4 separate regions of the Zea mays genome follow, and all the other regions are linked to region 3. Evidence: chromatin contacts called from public Hi-C data. All regions are on one chromosome and are shown on one strand. The core of a region is the stretch at or near the end of the contact, and the rest is flanking DNA. Distances in the headings are between cores, read along the strand shown. Region 1 holds the start of LOC100381570. Region 2 holds the start of LOC100283632 (cycloeucalenol cycloisomerase). Region 3 holds the start of LOC100274440. Region 4 holds the start of LOC100275842.

The links. Hi-C and Micro-C count contacts between places; a contact is called where the count stands out from the background.
Region 1: a contact with region 3 is called in a Hi-C map of ear, with 3 times the contacts expected there. The contact joins the promoter of LOC100381570 here to the promoter of LOC100274440 in region 3. A contact is called at or near these places in 11 of 25 Hi-C or Micro-C datasets (bundle sheath, ear, endosperm and 4 more) and 1 of 3 datasets of contacts at active chromatin or transcription factors (leaf).
Region 2: a contact with region 3 is called in a Hi-C map of leaf, with 7 times the contacts expected there. The contact joins the promoter of LOC100283632 here to the promoter of LOC100274440 in region 3. A contact is called at or near these places in 3 of 25 Hi-C or Micro-C datasets (endosperm, leaf and leaf mesophyll).
Region 4: a Hi-C map of endosperm shows a contact between it and region 3, with 4 times the contacts expected there. The contact joins the promoter of LOC100275842 here to the promoter of LOC100274440 in region 3. A contact is called at or near these places in 2 of 25 Hi-C or Micro-C datasets (endosperm and tassel).

Annotation. Positions count from the first base shown.
Region 1 is chr6:35,329,503-35,332,339 of Zm-B73-REFERENCE-NAM-5.0, reverse strand. LOC100381570 reads left to right here and starts at 1,461. Exons shown (of 17, transcript NM_001361448.1): 1 at 1,461-1,741; 2 at 2,527-2,607. The coding sequence starts at 1,715.
Region 2 is chr6:36,002,707-36,005,582 of Zm-B73-REFERENCE-NAM-5.0, reverse strand. It overlaps LOC100283632 (cycloeucalenol cycloisomerase), which reads left to right and starts at 1,595. Exons shown (of 8, transcript NM_001156533.2): 1 at 1,595-1,815; 2 at 1,902-2,071; 3 at 2,261-2,344. The coding sequence starts at 1,803. TRNAN-GUU (transfer RNA asparagine (anticodon GUU)) reads left to right here and starts at 175; the gene lies at 175-248.
Region 3 is chr6:35,703,274-35,705,973 of Zm-B73-REFERENCE-NAM-5.0, reverse strand. It overlaps LOC100274440, which reads left to right and starts at 1,300. Exons shown (of 5, transcript NM_001148799.1): 1 at 1,300-1,835; 2 at 2,211-2,501. The coding sequence starts at 1,761.
Region 4 is chr6:35,279,938-35,282,637 of Zm-B73-REFERENCE-NAM-5.0, reverse strand. It overlaps LOC100275842, which reads right to left and starts at 1,259. Exons shown (of 1, transcript NM_001149825.2): 1 at 1-1,259. The coding sequence starts at 1,227. The coding sequence ends at 22.

The sequences.
Region 1 (2,837 bases), core at 212-2,711, 370 kb after region 3:
CTATTTAAAAGTACCGATAAATATTTTTTATTCCAAAAGAATGGAATGTGTGAGAACAGAATTCTCTTTTGTGAAGCAAAAACATTCTATGGACCATATAGTGACATGCTAGGGAACTCAAAAAATGCAGACACTAGCTTCTGCAAGCCCCTATGAAACCAACAGGCTGCAAGTTTGAAACGAATTGTTGAAAATAATAAAAAATAGAGCAATGATGCACAACAGCCTCAAATTACGCTGACAGGTATTGACGCGGCTGCCAGAATCAAAGTCTGAGCCCGCTCCTGGTGGTGTTTATTGGTGGTGTTCATGGGTATCACAAAATTTTAGGTTTTAGAATTAGTTTTCGAGCTGCCCATACCACTATTTTGTTGGTAAAATGAAGTCTTCAATGAAATGGACGGCTGCTCACTTCTATTTTTACTGCTCTCGCAAATCCATTTTTCACTTGTGTGAATGACCAAGCGATGATGCTATCACAAATAGTGTGGTGTGACCCTACAATTTCACTTTTCAGTCAATGATGATGGATCATACGAGACTTTTTTTACTTCAGCATGTTCTTTGATAGGGGACGAATTTGCATGAGGTGTTATGAACTACAGACGGAGGTGAGCATTGAGAGCGTTTGTGTATTAAAGTGCACTGCACTACAATACTTGTCTGTGGATGTTGAGCGTTTACTTTAGCTTAATCAATCTTGTAGTTTTTTAATGTTATCTTTGTCATCCATGCAAGATTATCTTCATCGTGTTTCGCAAGATGAGAGTCACCAAACACCTGTTTGGTTTTGTGTAGAACTTCACGCTCCTTTCTATCCCGGATACTTCTATCCTTATTCGGATGATGGTGCCTAGCAGCAACGATAGCCTATCATCGACCTTGACGAGCAGCCATAGATCTCCCTCAACAATTTATGTGCAGTCGCAACGCACATGCACTTAGTTAGTTAAGAATGAAGTTATTAGTTTTTACTATTTTAGATGGGAACGTATCTGGTGCAAACCAACTCCTCCGTGCAACCGTGCAAACTTCTAATCTGAACACATGATGTTAATCCAAGGGAACGCGCAGAGGAGTGGGAAGGGGAATTTTGAAAAGGTGTGATTAGCAGCGGACAGTTAAGTATAAAATTATCCACGTCCCTGCGTTTATTGGATCAACATTATATAATTTAGATTAGAAATTCGCACGGTTGTACAAATGAGTTAGTTTGCACCTGATATGTTCCCAATCCCATTTTAGATGGGAATACGAACAGGACACGGTTTAAGCAGTAAAAACGAACCAACCCCCACGCCGGCTTCGGTGGGTCGCGGATTCGTACGTCCCCGCCAAAAACCGGATTTGACAGCGGCCGATAACGTCCGCCGCGGCGGCGGCTGACGGGCTGAGAATAGGAGAGAGAAACCCCTCTTTCTCTTCCTCTCCTTCTCGACGAACCCGTCCCACAAGCACGTGCGAGCCAAGGCAGACAAGAGCGAGGTGGAGAGAGGGAGAGAGAGTGAGTGAGAGAGGAAAACCCCGCCCCCGTCCAGGCAACCTTCGTCGACGCATACGGCGGAGGCCACAGAGGCGCCACGCGAGGGAGCCCCGCCGCAGCAGCGGCCGCGAATTCGGCACCCCCGGATCTCCTTGCCGGCGCCCGGGGCCCCGATCGCCTCCTCCCCATGGTCGTGCCCCTCCGGGCGTTCTCCTCGCGCGGGCGCCTGCCATGTCGGACCTCGCTTCCACCAGCAAGGTATACGCCCGCCCGAGCCCAGTTCGCCACCTGATCCCTGTCGATTTCCCCCTCGAATTCCCCGGGGGATTCCCGCCCCGCTGCCGCCCGGCGGTTAATTCCGCGCCGAGGTTTAGATGGATGGATGGGCCTGAGCTGGCTGAGAGAGTGAGAGCTCGGACCCTAGTTTTTCCCAGCGCTTGCTGGCACCACTGCCTTATTTCCAACTGCGGTTCGGCCTCTTAATCTGCTGCCCGCCGTAGTCCAGCCCCGAGTTTTGGGGCTGTGTGTGTTGTTGGGAGGTGTTCTATGCTGCCTGAGCCACCGAATCTGTTGAGCTCACGTCCCGGCGATGTATACCGGCAACGCGAATCTGTGCACTGGAATGAATCAACGATCACTCAATCTCACCTAGACAAACGAAGAGCAGAGGCTGTTTTTGGTGTTGCGAAAAGAACAAGCAGCTTCTCTGTTGTGTTGTCTCTTTATTCAGACTTTCTAAAGTGATAAACATGCAGACTATGCGCTTGGTTTACAACTAACAGAATCAGCTCCTCATGTACTGTACTGATTGATAGGCTAGTGTTGGTTCCTTCTGTCACATGACGCAGTACTCATTCAAGCTACTCCTAGCTTGCACATGGCAAACCGACAAAATTCACTCCTAATAAATCGTTGTAGAGTTGGTAGTCCTGTTTTTTTGGTCCATGGATCAAACATGGCAAGTGTGGCGGTGTACTTCACGTGCGCAGCAACGTGTAACGGCACTCTTGAATATCTCACATGTTGACCCTTGTTTGTCACAGGATAAACTTGCGTATTTTAGAATAAAGGAGCTCAAAGATATCTTAAATCAGCTGGGGTTGCCGAAGCATGGAAAGAAGCAGGTCAGCAACTGTTGTGGTCTATTATTTCAGCTTTTCCAACACTCTGTTTCTACTCCGGGATGTGTAGGATTGCAACTGAATGGTGGCGCATGGCATACGAGCCTCCAGGGTGAACTAGCCATCTGGCAGTACATAGTTGTTGGGTCTGTTTGCTGTAGTGCTGTGCACAACTCGCTTTGGCAGTAACCATGGGTTCAATCCATCAGCATTGCATTTTCAGGAATCAGAAC
Region 2 (2,876 bases), core at 346-2,845, 300 kb before region 3:
ACTCTACGTGGTGCTCTATGATCAGTTTAGCTTTAAGTTCCAACTTATTTTGGTCAGTTTCAATCGGCATTAGGTTCACAAAACATCTTAATGCAAACCTTCTTAGCACCATAAAAGTAGAAAAATAGTATGTACTAGCATATAAATAGCTGTGGGTTTATTCAAATCACCAAAGCTGGAATAGCTCAGTTGGTTAGAGCGTGTGGCTGTTAACCACAAGGTCGGAGGTTCAAGCCCTCCTTCTAGCGTTGTTTTTAACAACCTTATTGCTTCAACGAATTTCATCATAAATTGAAAAGGACGAGCTCTCGTGCTAAGTCAAAAGCTTAAACCTAGACATTTTAACTACATAATAATCATTACTTGAATGGGTTTTAGAATAAATTAAAAGAACTGGTATTTTTAATTACACAACATTTATTACTTCAATGAAAGAAACGAACCGCTACATACATAATCAGTGGCGGATAGGTAATTCCATAAACTTCTCTAACTCCACACCACATGGAACTAGACTGCTGTAAAACTTATACTATCCAGAAACTATTTGAACTGTGTTTGAACTTTGAAGAGCTAACCAATCTAGTTGACTTTGTAAAGCAAAGCGCTTCAAGAGGCCAACTGAAAGAGTCCAAGTTAAATAGACATGAATAAACTACAAGACATGCATGTACATACACAAAGTATAAGCAAAGCGCTTGAATTGATATAATTTTTAGTATAAGTACTCCGTAGAACGGTACGGATTGGTGAACAAGGCTAAATAAAAAAAAAGTGTCGATACACATCGAAGTGGCCAGAAGATGGGCCATTCTGATTGCGCAGTAGTCTGGGACCCTCCCGGCCCACACACACTACGCCTTTTTTTTTGAGAGTGAGAGAGAGAGGACACGCACTGCGCTTTAGGGGGCGTTTGGTTACTTGTATGGGTGAGCCTGGCTCGTATCTAGTGAGCCTGGCTCAGACTGGACTGGCTGAGTGCATGCAGTATAGCGTGTTTGGTTGTGTGTATGTGGCCAGTCTGGTTCACAAGAGATGTTGTTTGGTTGCTTGCATGAGTACATGGTGCATGAGTTAAAAAAATTGTTAAATAAATTAAAAAATCTATTAATAGACACTAATTATATGGTAAATTGCTTAATAGATACTAATTACATGTTAATATACACTAATTATATATTAATCTTAATCACGTAATTTTTTTATTTGAAATATATATAGTATGAGTGGTCTAGTTTCGTTCGCAAAAATGTCAGGAACGCGGATATGAAATCGGTTCGGTGATTAAATCTTTTAATTAGACGATATAATGAAAAAACCAATTAAAAACGTGTCTCGATATGCGTGCACGAGTAAAGAGCTGGCTGAGCGGAGCCTGGCCGCGCGCGTGCGGCCGCGCGATGCGTTTCTGCCGGGCCTGGCTCGCGGCGCTTTAAGGGCCTGTTTGGTTCGTGGCTAACTGCGCCACACTTTATCTAAGGTTAGGCGTTCGAATTGAAGAACTAACCTTAGACAGAAAAGTTAGGCAAAGTATGGCAAGTTAGGCAGTGAACCAAACAGACCTTAAGTTCCGTGCTAGCCTGTCTCGTGCGATACAACGAACCAAACAAACACTACTTTTTGCATGTGTAGATGCAGCTGCACCACCGGACAAGGCAACCAAACGCCCCCTTACACTCTCGGTGGCCAGTGGCCTGGTCTGTTCGGCTCCGAGCCTCCGATTTATCGATTCGATTCCATCATCCCTCTCCCGGCGCCCTGCCGTCCTGCGGGAGGGAGGTGCAAGCGGAACCAGCCCGGCAATGGCAGGCGCGGGTGGGTCCCGCGCACGCGCTTGTTTCCAGGAGCGGCCCGCGCACGCGTATCTGACCCGCGGGGTTCTCCTCTCCTCCCTCTCGCAGCTGCGCGGCGGCCGGGGGCGAAGCCCAGGGGCGGCGGCGGCGCGGGGAAGAGGAGCGCGTGGTTGGCGGCGGACGGCAGCAAGCGCTGGGGGGAGGCCTTCTTCCTGCTCTACACGCCCTTCTGGCTCACGCTCTGCCTCGGTGTCGTCGTCCCATTCAAGCTCTACGAGGTGCTCCTCCATCTCGTCACCATCGTCTTGTGTAGCCAGCCGCATGATTCTCGGTTGGTTGTTGGCCGGTCCATGGATCGGGTTCTCGATTGGATCTTGGACGACGTGATCGGAGCGGGTGAATAAACTACGTCTAATATATTACTATTTACCTTTCTACCCGTTCTTGGCTTCTTGTGCCATGTGCAGAGGTTCACGGAGCTGGAGTACCTGATCCTTGGCTTGGTGTCCACCGTCCCGGCGTTCGTCATCCCCCTATTCCTCGTAGGGAAGGTAACCCCCCTCCTCCTGTCTGTTCCCTCGGCTGGCTCTGGCTGCTCATCTCGCCAACATATGTATGTAAGGTTAAGGTCGCAGGATGTGTATGCTTTATGTTAATTCTTCATAGTATAAGGTGCACATGTGATTTATCTGCAGGCCACATTAGTGAAGGGGCAATGCCCGTCTTAACATTTTCATAATATACCAACCATTAGGTGAGAATGTGATATGGAAAGAAATAGCAAGCAGTTGGCAAACTATTAAAATTTAAAATGCAGAGCAGACTGGTAGGGGAAGAGGTCAAGCTACACGGTGCTCTGCTGCAGGAAGATCATTAGATTTAAGCCTACTACAGTATGGTCCCTCTTTGCTGTTTGTTTGTCTTCCCTCTCTGTCCTGAGACGTTCTGCATCTGTCAGCCACAAGCATGTGTTGATGCTGCCGGTCATGTGCTCTCCCTTTCACCTGTGAACATCACCTGTTATTTTCAATCATGTCCATTTTTGTGATTTGTGAAAGTGACCTTATGGGTGATCTGTATAAT
Region 3 (2,700 bases), core at 51-2,550:
AACCTAAGTAGCTAAGTATGTCTTGAATGCACATTGACAAGAAAGTCGGGCTCAGCCTCATGTAGTTACCAGTGTTTTAAATAGCGGGATAAGACCAACTCTAGCAACGCCCCATACTCCACTATGCATCCGCATTTTGCACGTCCGAAGCCACTATTCTGCCCTCCAGCAGACTCCGTAAACCACCATGCAAAATAGGCGTGTTGTCTTCCACCTGGTATTCCTACAGTGTCTATCTCTTCTCTGCACAAGAGGGCATTCAAAAACAGTCAAGCGTGGGACCCAACTTTCATTGAGAGGGATGGGGATGCGGATACAGAGCCTATTGGACGACCATGTTTATGCGGAGCCTGCTTGTCACGCAAAATACGGATGCGAAGATGGAGTCTGTTGGAGTTAGTCTAAGAGATTTATCCCTACGCTTCTCAAAATTGGAACTATCAAGATATATCGAGAAATAGTACCATATATCATGATAAATAACATAACTTTTGCACCGCTAAAAAGGCCATATCGGCATATTATCAGCCGCTATAATCAGATATTTAAAACCTTGGCAGATACCATTCAGGATTAATAGAGAGATTCTACTTAGAGATGACAATGGGGACCCGATCTCCGATTCTCCGCGAGGAATTTCTCCATTAGAGGATAGGGATGGGGAAATTTCTTCCCCCTCAGGGATGTAAATGGGGAAAACCCTCCCCCGATGGGTAAACCGGAACGGATCGTGGAAGCATTCTCCATCCCCGTTTTCGTGTACTGGTTAATGATAAAAATAAATAATTATTTTATCAAGAGATCATTTATTATACAAATGTGTTTATTTTAATGTGCACACAATAATTTTTTACATATGACAATTTGTATAAGTGATAATATTTTATATTAATAACAAATAATGTGTGTCCTAGTTATAATTTAAGCGAGAATGAGGATCCCGTCAGATATTTATCCTGCGGAGAATGAGGATAAAAATGAAATATTCACGCAAAACGTTCGTAAGAATACTCGTAAAAAAAAATTTGATAGTAAGAACGAGAATGAAGACTATTCTCCAACAATAAATTCTCCATTATCATCCTAGTCCCAATATCATCTCCTTCCCCTCGATCCGCTGTGTCCCCAGCTGTCCAAAGTCCCACTCCCAGCTTCCCTCCCCCTAAAAAACTCTCACACATCACCGCGAGAGAGGAGGCTGAGCCGCGGAGGAGCAGCGGCGCATCGCAACACTAACCAAAGGTACACACACGCTTCCCTCCTGCGCTTCTCCCTCCCTCCGCGACTGCTCCCACGCAGCTGTTGCCCTCCGGAAATCCAAAGCTCCCGGCCTCCTGCACTGCGTCCCTGTCAGGCCTGCTAAGCTCCAGCCAAAAAATCGTTGGCCTCGGTCTGGTGCCTGCTCCTCCTGCCGTCCTCGCTCCTCCCCACCTCCCGCGGCCTCCCACGCGACATGATTGCATTGCGGGCTGCCGCGGAGCTCAGCTCTCCTGTCCTGCCACCACCACGCCGCTGACGATGCCTTCCTCTCGCCTGCCTCTGCCTGCGCACAACCGAAACGGCTAGCCCGCCCTTCCTCCCCTCCCCTTTGCTTCCGCACCAAGATTTGGGCGGGCGTTCCTTCTTCCGATAAAGTTGACACCCGTCGTCTCGTCGTGGGCCTGGCAGATACTGATAGGTGGTCTGGTTCGTGACTTGTTCAGTCCTCCTCTCCAGGTGCCGAGCCAGGGTGACTGTTCCGAGGAGCGTGGCGTGGACCCATGGGGAAGAAGGGCAAGTGGTTCGGCGCCGTCAAGAAGGTCTTCAGCCCCGAATCCAAGGAGAAGAAAGAGGAGGTGATGCTTGCCCGCCCCCTTGGGATTCTCTTGCGTTTTGCGGGCTTCGTTTTGGATTTGTGGGTGGATCTGATCGGATTTTCGTGGTTTCCCCTCTCCCAATTCCGAAGAATCCAGTCAGGTGTTCCTGGGTAAAAAAAAACCGCACCTTGTTCACCCTTTTTCTATACTTCTCAGCCGTCGTCGTACTGGTGAATTTTTGGGTTTTGCATTCTGCATTGTTGTCAAGACGGCACTTGCTCCCCCCTTTACGACTACCTTGCAGATCCGTGATCGATCAAAGCGCGGCCTTTTTTTTTCTTGCGTTTGTTTTTGTCACTAAAGTTCGGACTGAATTCTGATCACAACCCAAAACTTTGCCCTTGGAATTGACAGAGGCTAAGGAGGAAATCAGCAGCTAGCAACCCAGCACCGGTAGATCTGACCCCATCTACCTCCCTGGAAGTCAATGTTTCGGTGCCACCCCCTCCGGCTCCTCCTCCAGTTCCTCGCCAGACCGACGAGGTCAGGGTCCCCGAAGCCGAGCAGGAGCAGAGCAAGCATGTCACCCTGGAGGAGGCCCCTGCTGCTGCTGCTGCCCCAGCACAGGCGTCGGTGCTGCCACCTGGTGCGCCAACCGAAGAGCTCGCCGCAATCAAGATCCAGACCGCCTTCCGAGGTTACCTGGTAATGTGAAATCACTTTTGTCCGAATTCACCTGCTCGGTGCCATTTGCACCTGGTTTTCCCCGAGAGATTTTGATATTTGCCATCAGCAAGAAACAGGTTTGTAAAATTGCCATCAGGCCCACATTTCATAGACCCAGCTGGACCCACGATTCATAGACACAGTGTTAATTATAACACGAAGACAACATTGTGAGTGG
Region 4 (2,700 bases), core at 10-2,509, 420 kb after region 3:
GTCCCCCATCGCCTCTGCGTCTCAGTGGCCGGTCAAAGCCACCGCCGCCGGCGCCGCGCCGGGCGGCGGCGGAGCGTGCCTCCTCCGGCCGCCGCTCCCTCCGTGGGCCCAGAAGCACCCGGCGCTCGTCGCGGGTCCCGCCGCCATCTTCGCGGCCGCGGTCGTCGCCGGCTCCGACTTGCACCGCTGCAGCACCAGCGGCCGCGCCGATGAGCACCGCACCGTCTCGTCCTCCTCTTCCTCTTCCTCGTCGTACTCATCGAACTCGTCGTCGTCTTCTACTTCTACTTCCTCCTCCTCCTCCTCTTCTCCTTCTCCGCTCAATACCAGCTGCGGCTCACGCGCTGGCGCTGCCACCGCTCCTGTTTGTTGCGTTGCCACGCCGTCCTCGTTCGCCGAAGCTGGCGCCTTCCGGGGAGAAGGAGAAGGCGAAGGGGATGGGGATGCTAACGGGGACGCCGCGGCGGCGAGGGCGTCCCTGGCCGGCGCCGGCGTTGGCGCCGTGGCGGTGGAGGGGAACCGGGAGGTGAGTGGCGACGTGCGGTTCTGCGGCGCGGACCGGCAGCGCATCAGCAGGAGCGCGTTCTTGGGCGGCGTAGTGGTGGCGGACGACACGGCCAGCGGCGCGTCCCGGTCGCCGTCGCCGTCGCCGATCCCCACCTCCTGTTCTCCGTCCCGGCCGGTCGACCCCAAGTCGACGTCCCCGACGCCGAGCTGCACCTCGTCCTCGGCCCGGCGCCCGCTGCTCGGGTCCGCGGGCGGCTTGGGCGCGGCAGCAACAGCGACGTCCCGGCTGCTGAACACCCAGGGCGAGCGGCGCCCGCGCTCCGCCGGCGGCTCGTGCCTCCGCTTCCGCGCGTCGGACGCGAACAGCCCGCCGCACAGGAACGCCCTCTTGAGGCAGCGGCAGTAGTAGTAGTAGCCGCCCCTGGCGGCGCCCTTGTCCCGCGCGGCCGCCTTCCCCACCGCCGGCGCCGTCGCAGTCGCAGGCTTCTTCCCCTTGCGCATCCGCACCTGGCCAATGCAGGTGACCTTGGGCGACGAGGGCTCCCCGTCGTTGGCGGCGCGGGTGCGCGCGCCGCGCGACACGAACATGGGCGACGTGGCCGGCGGCGCCCGGCGCGACCGCGCGCCCCGGCGGCTCTTGCTGAGCAGCAGGCGCGCCAGGCCCGGCGCCGCCAGCTGCGGCTTCTCCGCGCGGCCCGGGCTCGCCGCCGGCGGCTTCATGGCTGGCTGGCCGCAGCGGAGGGAGGGAGGTGGATGCCGCCGCGCGCGGTAGCGAGGTTAATTAATGAGGCGGCGCGGACACAGTGGGGGGACTGGAGGGGGGCGGGCGGTGGGCGCGGGCGTGCGGATTAAATGAGGCGACAGGCGAGGCGAGCTCCGGATCCTCCGCTGCTGGCGTGGGAAGCGTCAAGCTAGCGCTCGTGTCGTGCCGTGCCGTGCGTGCCTCGTGGGTGTGCGTGTGCGTGTCTTAGGATTCGCTCGGTGGTGGGCCTGGACCCGGTCCATGGATGCGTTGGATGGATCTGTCCTGGGCCCTGGGGCGGGTGGGTGGAGGCGTGGAGCCGTGGAGGAGGTATGCGACGGGCTTGGGCAGGCAGTGCATGGACCGGGTCGACGGCCATGGTAATGGGGGCGGGCGTGAACATGAGTAAGGTAACTGGGAGAAGCAGAGTGATGTCGTCTCAAGGACAAGGACGACGAGAGGATGCTGCATTGGCCATGGCTATTGCTGCTGCTCCAGCGTCCAGGGCGGCTCCTCCTCCTCCTCCTTCCTCCTGCGACCTGACCTGACCTCTCCTCTGCTCTGCTTGCGGCCACGTGCGATGTGGCCTGGCCATGCACGATCCGTCAATCCAATCCTGCCCCTTGAAACCTCTGGCTGGTTGGTTGGATGGGGATGCCTTGATTTCCGCACCCAGCCTGCATACCCGCCCGGCGCGGCGCTGCTGCTGCAAAAAAAAGCACGTTCCACTCCACATCCACACGTCCCTTCACTCTCATCTCAGGTCAGCTCAGCGTCCACCACATACAGTAGTATTTTCTTTTCTTTACTTTTCGTTTCCCCTTCGATTCAGGAGACGTCTCGTCCTCCTCTCTCTCTCTTTCGTCTCATGGAGGTAATGGTACTAGGAGGAGGATCGACGATCAGAGCAGTCTCTAAAATAAAGTAGGCGTTGCACGAGTGGGTGCGTGCATCTCAGCCAGCCAGCCAACCATGGCAGCAGCTTTCTTCACTCACATCAGCCAGTCTTCATCCTCTCTCTCTCTCTCTTGTTTTGTTTGGTGTCTGCTAATGCTAATGACCTTTCTGTCATATGCATGCAAAACAAAACTAACCGTGTGTGTGCTCATCAGTCGTCGTGGACGGCAGCATTGTTTAGTGATTTGCTGCCAGGGACAAGGACAGCACCCATCAAGGGCGTGCGTGTGGTGTGGTGCCATGTGGTGGTGGAGCTCCTCGCCGCCTGGGGATCCGATGCGATGCGCGTTTGTGTGAGCAGGGGTTGGATCTTGATCTGATGCAATGAGCCGTCTCTCTCTCTCTCTCTCTCTCTCTCTCTCTCGTGTGCTTAAACAATTCTGCTAATGGCATTCTCTTGCCGGTACTGCCTTCCTCGCCAAGGCAAGGCAGTGGCTTCGTGTACATGAAGGAAGGTCATGTACGACTCCATCAACAGTATGGGTACATGTTTT